3 separate regions of the Ovis aries genome follow, and all the other regions are linked to region 1. The links are chromatin contacts, called in public Hi-C maps. All regions are on one chromosome and are shown on one strand. The core of a region is the stretch at or near the end of the contact, and the rest is flanking DNA. Distances in the headings are between cores, read along the strand shown.

The links. A called contact is a pair of places that touch in the nucleus more often than the background predicts.
Region 2: a Hi-C map of tail adipose tissue shows a contact between it and region 1, with 4 times the contacts expected there. The contact joins two enhancer-like sites. A contact is called at or near these places in 3 of 16 Hi-C or Micro-C datasets (muscle and tail adipose tissue).
Region 3: a contact with region 1 is called in a Hi-C map of hypothalamus, with 4 times the contacts expected there. The contact joins two enhancer-like sites. A contact is called at or near these places in 3 of 16 Hi-C or Micro-C datasets (hypothalamus, skin fibroblasts and tail adipose tissue).

What each region holds. Positions count from the first base shown.
Region 1 is chr1:199,178,242-199,181,080 of ARS-UI_Ramb_v3.0, forward strand. No RefSeq gene overlaps it. Among named protein-coding and RNA genes, the nearest start is that of TRNAS-GGA, 180 kb to the right of the region's middle. Within about 2 kb of position 1,495, at least 48 of the 54 cell types and tissues checked have an H3K27ac peak or open chromatin away from gene starts, as enhancers often do. A contact at or near this core is called in hypothalamus, muscle and tail adipose tissue, where this site is marked.
Region 2 is chr1:199,883,828-199,886,674 of ARS-UI_Ramb_v3.0, forward strand. The region is part of intron 2 of LPP (LIM domain containing preferred translocation partner in lipoma); the gene reads right to left. Among named protein-coding and RNA genes, the nearest start is that of LPP, 110 kb to the right of the region's middle. Within about 2 kb of position 1,309, at least 23 of the 54 cell types and tissues checked have an H3K27ac peak or open chromatin away from gene starts, as enhancers often do. A contact at or near this core is called in muscle and tail adipose tissue, where this site is marked.
Region 3 is chr1:200,088,844-200,091,584 of ARS-UI_Ramb_v3.0, forward strand. No RefSeq gene overlaps it. Among named protein-coding and RNA genes, the nearest start is that of LPP, 100 kb to the left of the region's middle. Within about 2 kb of position 1,303, at least 39 of the 54 cell types and tissues checked have an H3K27ac peak or open chromatin away from gene starts, as enhancers often do. A contact at or near this core is called in hypothalamus, where this site is marked.

The sequences.
Region 1 (2,839 bases), core at 245-2,744:
ACTCACGGGGCATAGGCTGCTGCCATTCTCACCAAGCCAACTGTCCTCCCTCCCTCCACCAAGTAAGCTGGTCTCATCATTTGGGGAACTGCACCATCTCTTTGGGTTTCAGTGCCATGAACTTTCTCTCTCTATCCAGCCTCGGGAGAAGTGGGTTTGGATATCAGGGGGAAGTATCTGTTTGGCAATCCAACAGGGCCAGACAGCTTGAGAGGGGTGGATTTTAGGGGCTACCCCCTTGTGAGTATTCAAACCTTTGAAGCTTCATGGTAAGACTACTTTATATTCCTATGTTTCTCAGGAGTATACACAGATCCGCAAGTTTGGACCTTGGGGCTTTCAGAGGAGTCAAAAGTCAGTGACACTAAGTCAGTCAGTGACAATAAGCAGAGCTTTGCAGTTTGCAAGTGACAGTCACTTTTGAGCCTCATGATTTTGCTAGATGGGTCAGGAAGGTGTTACTGCGGCCAGCAACTGACATATAAGGGAATGAAGGAGTAGACAAATGGATGACTCATCCAAGGTCACACAGTAAGTGACAGAGCTCAAGTCTCCTGGAGCCAGCCACGTACCCAGACAGCCACCCCACAGCCTGCTCTCAGAAAGGAGACCAGAGAGGAGAAAGGAAGAGAAGGCCACGTAGGAGGAGGGAAGGAGGCAGAGGGAGCATCGCAGAAGAGGAAGGGCAAACCCTCCCCTCTAGTCCTGGGATCTGGGATGGACCTAGAACCTGTTCCACTAATCCTTCCCCACCCCACTCCCATTTCTCCTCCAGGACCCAATTAAATGCGCCAGAGGCTGTGCGGTAGGCAAGGGCTGCCGGGTAACATCTTTCCAGAGGCGCGAGCTTGGCCCCGCGGGGTGGCCCGGCCTTTCAAAGGCCACTTGTACACTGGGACGCCGCGCAGGGGCGGCCAGAGAGCCCGGGCCAGGAGGAGGGGCTGGGCCTGCCTTTGGTGCCTAGAAATCAAAGCAGCCAACCTTGGGGCTTTTTCTTCCCCTCACACTGAGGCACTTTTATTGGCGAGATGAAGGGAGGCAGAGCGGGCCTACAGTCCTCGCTTTGCTTTTGGAGGTTAATGACCCAGTTAGCAGCTCTTGGCTGCGTTTCCGACATTTTGCAGACATCAAGCCCTGCGTCTCTGCCAAGTACATTCTGTTCCCTGGAGCTCATCCAATGCATCTCAGATTACTATGTAATGCGACAAAGAGGGAGAGGTGGCTGGGAGGGGCGGCGGGGAGGGCGGGGGAGCAGGCGGGAGCGGGGAGGGCGGGACGCCAGAGTAGCCGGGTGGGGTTAAGGGGGATGCCACCCCCAATACAGCCACCCTTCTTGATAGGGGGCCCCAAGGTGAGGGTGCGGAGGGGGGCCCCGTGTCCAGGCAGTAAGTGAAGGAATCCTGCGGCTGGGAGCCAAGCCCCTAGCCCGGGGCTAGTGCAGGGTGAAGGCTGCGGGAGACTCCGCGGGCGGAGGGCGGGGAACAGACTGGAAGGGGGTGGGGCTAAGGGATAGGCCCTGCCCCCTGCAGCGCCAGCTGCCTGTGCAGCCCGCTCTCTAATTATAGACGTGAATGGAAAGCGGCAGCTTTTGAATGATTGTGTTGCTCACGCTGCCTTTGGAGGCTGAGGAGCAGGTGCTGCCCCGCTAGATACAAAGTGATTCATTTAACAGCCCTCTTGTCACGCACACACACTCACCGACGTACACGAAACCTCTGGCTTTATCCCACTACTGCCAGGCAGTGGTTCCAAAATTGGTTTAAGAGGCCTGGGCCCCGGGGGTCTGGGGCAAAGACTGTGGTGTTTTTCCTGTCTCTTTCATTCATCCGTCGAAAACTCCCCTTGAATGAGAAAATCCTTAGACTTTTGCAACCTTTGGGAAAGTAGCATCTTATTTTACAGATGGAGAAACTGAGGCTGGGAGAGAAGCTCGGGTGCCCTCGGGACATAGGATGAATCAATGCAGAGCTGAGAGAACCCGATCTCCCAATGGCCTCTCCCTTTCCCTCACCAGGCTGGAACCTGAGCAGCGTTCACTTCAATGACATTAATTTCCAGGCGTGGATCTCAACTCCATTCATCCATCCTCCCCTCTCCTTTCTCCCTGGGCTGCTCCCCCATCCTAGCCAGCACCTCCACCCACTCCCACACAAAACTTGCTAGTGCTGCCGATCCTCACTGGTAGGTTTAACAGTTCCAGAGCTGGAAACTGGGTAACTGAAAACCATGCCCATCTTCCTGTCAGGTATGTGTGAGTCCATCTGCTGTGCCTTCCATCAGCATAACTGCCTCATGAGGAACTGCAGAGGAGGCAATCCTAGACTCGCCTTCCTCAGTGTCTCACCTGTCTGTACGTCCACAGTGGGCCAAGCACACTCATGAGCTTCATGGCCACAGAAGCACAGTAGCAAGTCGTATGGAGTGTCAGCGAGGGACCTGACTTGTTCACAGTCGTCTGCTGGTGAGTGACCAACTTGGGAGCCACACTTGGGACTCCCCCCCTTGTCCTAGGGTGCGTCCAGTACTCATACTGTGGTCTTCCAGGGGAGCAAAGATCCACCTAGCCAGAGAGAGGAGTTGCTCAAAGTGACCTGGGCATCTCCAGCATGGCCATCGGCCTCGCTCCCTATGGCCTTGGATCACTACCCCCATATTCTCACCTCTACCCAAGTCCAGAGTATGAAACTGGGCACAAACAGCTGCAACTTTCCCCAGTGCCAGAAGTCTCCAAGGCCACTCATTGCTCCTGACTCCAAAAACCAAGGCCAGCTTCACTCACTTCTGGGACTAATCTAGCCCTTACCTTTGCTGACCACTCTGGACTTAACTCTAGGTCTGT
Region 2 (2,847 bases), core at 59-2,558, 710 kb after region 1:
TTCAGCACTTTTTTTTTAAAAAAGAGTTTCCTTAAAAACAGCTTGAATGCCACGTTACTCCTCTCATACTGTTTCTGAGACAGCCTGTAAGCCTAACAATGGTACCAAGAATTCACTGAGATGACTGCTCAGTGCAGCTCAGTGAATGATAATGAGGTGCCGGCCACGTAAGGCACAGGTCCCAGCCCAGGTGTGGAAGCCTCGGGGCAGAGCAGCCCCATGAGAACAATCACTGGAGGGGAACCAGCCACAAGGCCTTCATCACACAGGATTTCAAAGCCAGTGTGAGGAAACCAGCAAGGGTCATGTCTCCCTCTGGGCCCATCTTCCTCATCTGTACAAGTGCCACTTTCTAAACCTTGAGACATCTCCAGAGAGGCAGGCAACTTGAAGAAGCCAGAACCACGGTCACCAGGGCTACCAGAAGTCCTGCAGTGCCCTGAATACAATGGTTTTCAAAGTAGGTTCCACAGGGGCATAGAGTTCTGGACGATAATATGGCAGTGCATGGAAGCCTATTTAACCATTTAACAACAGTCAATGACAGCATCACCATGCAGTTATGTTTCTGTTATTTTATATATAGCTATCTTCTGCTTTTCAATAGTTTTCTTTATACCACTTTGCTTTTATGAAAGACCTACATCAGTACCAGATTTCACTAAAGAAAGCTGAAGATTTTCGCTTTACTCCATTTTTGGCTCATGAACTGTTTTATAGGAACATTGTGCTTAAGAGAGAGCAGGGGAAATCTGTATTGGGATTTCCCATGAGGTTTCATGAGGGGTTTATAAAGGAAAGGTTATGAAAATACTAAGGCCCAATGAGTTCACTCTCCAAGGTCATATGACCAGTTAATTTCCAGACCACACAGACGTTTCTTGGATGAAGACCTGAGGATGAGGGGCTAATGAAGAACAAGAAGAGGGGGGTTAGAAGAGCTCCTGCAGGTACACACTAAAACTAGAGAGATCAGCTCAGCCCCCATAAAAGGTTGGAAATCTCTAGAAAGATTTGAGAAGCAAGTGTGGAGGATCATGGGAGCCATAAGGACACTTATCCCAGGTGTGGAAGTTCCTTAATGTCTCTCCTCCAGGCTCATCTCTGGGTCGTCACACCCAGGTGAGCCACCCTGGAAGGAAGCTCTTCCAGCCTGGCGATGGAGTCTTGAAGGAGAAGGGCGAAGCCGGGAAAGGAGCACACACACACTTTTTTCTGGCTCTTCAGACTGCGCTCTGGACGCTCAGGCTCAAGTCCCTCCTGGGCGCCAGTGGACTTCAGCTTCACATTCCTCCGCCTTTCCAGGGGCCAGATAGGAATAAGCGGATCCACGTCAGCCCAAGAGGAGTCTGGCGAAATCACAGGGAGGACTCTCCAATCTGCTTAGTAACGGCAACAGAAAGTGCTAAATAAGTGAGTCAAGAAATATTTCTGGAAGAGCTATTCAACTGGAATGCTTGGAGAGCCACCCGCATTGCAATAACTCGACCTGTCCTCATCTTTTAGAACACCCATGAGCCCGGGGTTTAAAAAAGGACTTCCCGGCTCCAGGGGCGGCCAAATAAATAAATAAACACATAGAAAGCTCTCGGCGGCTGATTGAAGTTATTAGGGAGAAAGTTATGTTCTCAATAAGTCTGTGCTTTCTCCCTCTCCCTCTCATTTCACATCTTTTTCCCCAACCACTTTCGGGAGTGAGCAGTTTGTCATGTTTCCAAGGGAAGCGACGCAGTCTCCTGCGCGGCAGATCCATCTAAAAACATATCATCTGTCTCTGCGGCAGAAAGCCCAGTTGGAAGAAGCAAGTTCTGTGCGTTCAACTAGAAAACACTTCTTGTTCTCGCTGTCAAAATAATTCTGTATTAAACTTCTGGGATATGTGACTAATGTGCTTGGAACCTTTTGGAGCGACTGGTTTATTTATTTTAGGGAGGGGAGGGCTGCTGCTGCTGCTGCTGCTGCTGCTGGGGGTGGGGAGAGGGAAGGGGAGGGAGGAGAGAAAGAAGAGAAAAGGAGGAGGAAAATGGGTGGGGAACCTTGAAGAGTGCCCAGGGTCTGCTCAGAGACCTCAGGTCGGCTCCCAGGAGCTGGCCTTGCCACACTTCATCATCACAAGCCGGACAAGGCCCCAGGCCAAGCAGGAAGAGGAAAGAAAAGACACAGAAAGACAGCCAGTGCACACTTCCCAGAGTGAAGGTTGCCTCACAGTTCCTAAAAAGACTCGGAAAATTAAAAAGTAGAAGCAAAACAAAACACACACATGCACCAGAGCAATCCTATCACAGCTTTTTCTAAAACTCATAACCACTCTCTACTGCTTACAATGAGGAAAAAATAATAATAAAAGCCCCAAACATACCATGGAGCTGAGGGGTGGGGAGGTGGGGTATAGCACTTCTATGACTTGGCACAAATGCCTCACCTCCACAGCTTGCCGCTCCCCGTTTTTCTAGGTCTTCCCAGGCCTCTGCTGTTCCCTTTGTCTTGAAGACGTACATCTAGCTTCCTTGTTTATTGAAGTCATATCCATATTTCAAGACTTTCAACACCACACCCTCCAGTGAAGCCTTCCCCAGCAGCAGCAAACAGAACCCTCTGCCCTTCCCTGCATCATTGATCAGTTTACAGCCAGCCTCCAGCTGATTATCAGTTGTCAACACACCAACCTACCCATCCCCTGACCCACCCTGCATCCCCAGAAGCCAGTCCCCCATAGCATACACATACACACACACCTGAGCCCTTCCAGTCAGAAGTCCAGTGTTCCTATCTCCCTCTCCCATATAGTTTGATATGTGCATACACCAAGCATTCAGTCAATGCCGGCCCACCACTGAAACTCCATGC
Region 3 (2,741 bases), core at 53-2,552, 910 kb after region 1:
ATGTTAAACATGTGAGATGGGTTTCCCTGGTGGCTCAGTGGTAAAGAATCTGCCTGCTAATGCAAGAGATGTGGGTTTGATCCCATATTCAGGAAGATCCCCTGGAGGAGGAAATAGCAACCCACTCCAGAATTCTTACCTGGGAAATCCCTTGGACAGAGGAGCATGGAGGGCTACAGTTCATGGGGTTGCAAAAGAGAAGCAAAAGACACAACTTAGCAACTAAACAACAACAAACACCCAAGGGCTTCAGTGAATCCAGGATTCAGGATCTAGAACTGGGCAGATGGGTAAGGTTATAATGGCATCACAAAGAGTAGAATTTGGAGTGAAAAGCAGCATGGTACAGTTGTTACCCTTCACAGGTGCACAGCCCTTCATAGTTCACATAGTATTTGCACATCAGTTGTCTCTTGAGGGCTTGTGAGCTCTGTGCATTTCGATATTTACACAATGACCTTCCATGAAGTGACATGAGTGTGCCTGGTACAGTGGTTGAGCTCCGGAATATAAAGAGGATCCATTTGAGCCTCAAGAAGCTCAAGCCCTGGTGAAGGAAAAGGCAGGTAAACATATCAGAGCAATTGCAAAATGGGAAGCCTCTTAGAGAGGTACATGCAAATGTTGAGGAGAGAAGAAACGATTCACTTTTCCGGGGGTGGGGAGGAAGTGGCATTGTTAGGGTGGGGCTCTGCAGGTGGAGTTCCCCGGGCCTTTAATCCAGGTCTTTCTACCTGCTAGGCTCCTGTTCAGGCTAGAGAGAAAGCCAGTAGGGGAGAGGGGAGGAGTTTGGGGAACCTGGCCCGGGGGAGCAAGCAGAGGTGAAGCTACGAAGGTAGATTTGCTGGGAAGGACTGTGAATGCAATGCAAAGAATTTGGACCCCGTGGCAATGAGATCTTCATTTTCCAGATGAGGAGCCAGGCTCACAGGAGTCCAGAGCTACCCTGAAGCCACAGGCACCAGGAAGGGACCTGCAGGGTCGGCCCAAGCCAGCGCCCTGCCGCTCCTTCTGCTACCCTGTGCTGCCTCCAGCAGGCCTGAGCCGAGCAGCCCCTGCGTGGGAGAGGCCCTGGGCTGTTTATCCGGCTGGGCTCCGTGGGGCTGGCGCTGGCAGGGAATGGAAGTGGGTGGGGTGGGGGCCGGGGAGGAGAGGAGGGGCCTGACAACAAGGGCGACATTCAAGGCCTGCGCTGGAGCCGGGCGAGGAGAATGGAAAGCTACAGTCTGTCGGAGCGTCCAGCCTTGGCAGGGCGGTCGGGGCCTTATAAGGAAATGTTGTTCTCTCTCAGCCAGTGGGGCTGGGACGGAGCCCTGTGCCCACAGGACAGAGCTGCCCTTGTGGGGGGAGCAGGGGTGCCACCCGCCCCTGGGCTGTGAGCGCCGTGAGCCGGGGCTCTCAATGGGCCACTTCTGCATGCTCAGCATTCCCTCTCAGGCCCAGCAGGCCAGCGGCCCCCACCCCCTGAACGCCCTCCCCCTCCCTGGTGCCCCGGGCTGATTGGAGGAAAGGAAAAAAACAAAACAAAACAAAGACTTGGCCAGATTTCAGACCTCGATGATGTTTGATGCCGAATTACCCTGAAAACAGGCTCAAGTCAAATTCCCTCCTGTCTCTGCAGGGGGAGGGATGTCTCTGTGCCCTATGTCCAGGGCCTGCACCCAGCCTCCTCCTAGTGACCACAGGACTCCCAGAGCTGGGCCCTGTCGTGGGCGCAGAAACACAGGAGGAGGAAGGCTGGAGCTGGTGGGCAGAGCCACGAGTGCGCTCCTGGGAGCAGGACGGCTCTTCAGGGTCCTTCCCAGTGGGCTTGGGACACTCGGGAGGGTGCAGAGGAAAAACATGGCCACCCACAAGCAAAGGAGAGGGCTCCTCAGGAGAGAGAGGTCAGCATCCATCACTGCTCCACGGCGGTGCAGTGAGGGATGATTTGAAGCACTGATCTCTAAAGGGAGCTCCCTGGACCTGGGACCGAAGAAGAAGAGATGCTTGTCTGGCCTTTTGCTTTGCCTATTCATAGACTCACAGGTGTATGAAACCCTGGAGCTGCTGGGAAAGAGGTCAGCCAGTCAGCTCTCCACCTAAAGCTAACTTGGCAGACCTGCAGGGGGCCTGTGCTCTAGGTGACCCTGTGTGCCAGCTGTCGTGGGCCACACTAAGGGCCGAGTCATGAGAGGCACCCAGGGAACAAAATGTGAAGGAGAAGGTTACGAACCCTGAGAAAAATACAGAAAAAAGGCTCTTAGAGTTGACAGAGGGAAATTCCTCTTGAATAGGTGATCAGAGCAGTGGACACGAAAGGTCAGGGTGAAGAGAAGACCTTTGGGGTGAAGAGAAGATCTTTGGGGTGCAGAAAGGCTCAGAGTTCAAGAAGTGACATTCTGAAAGCTTGGAGAGTGAGGGAGATCGTTTCCAGGGGAGAGGCTGGTGTGGGCGGGCAGGAAGGATGGGGAGGCTTGGGGCTGGCTAGGTTCCTGGATGGGCATACTGGTGTGCGCAGCTGGCACTAGGGTTAGCACCAGACTTTGGAGGCCCTGAGTGTCAGAAGGAAGAAGGGACTCAAGTGACAGATAGCTGGGAGCTGCAGAAGGGTTTTGAGAGTCAGAGAGGCTGGGCATTAGGCAGTGTGATCGGGTAGCAGAGGCAGAAAGAAGCACCGTTCTCTTCACTTCAGTCAAGTCAGGGCAGCGTTCCTTCCACAGGCAGAGGCTGACGTGGGCCATAAAGGTCTGGAGGCTTGG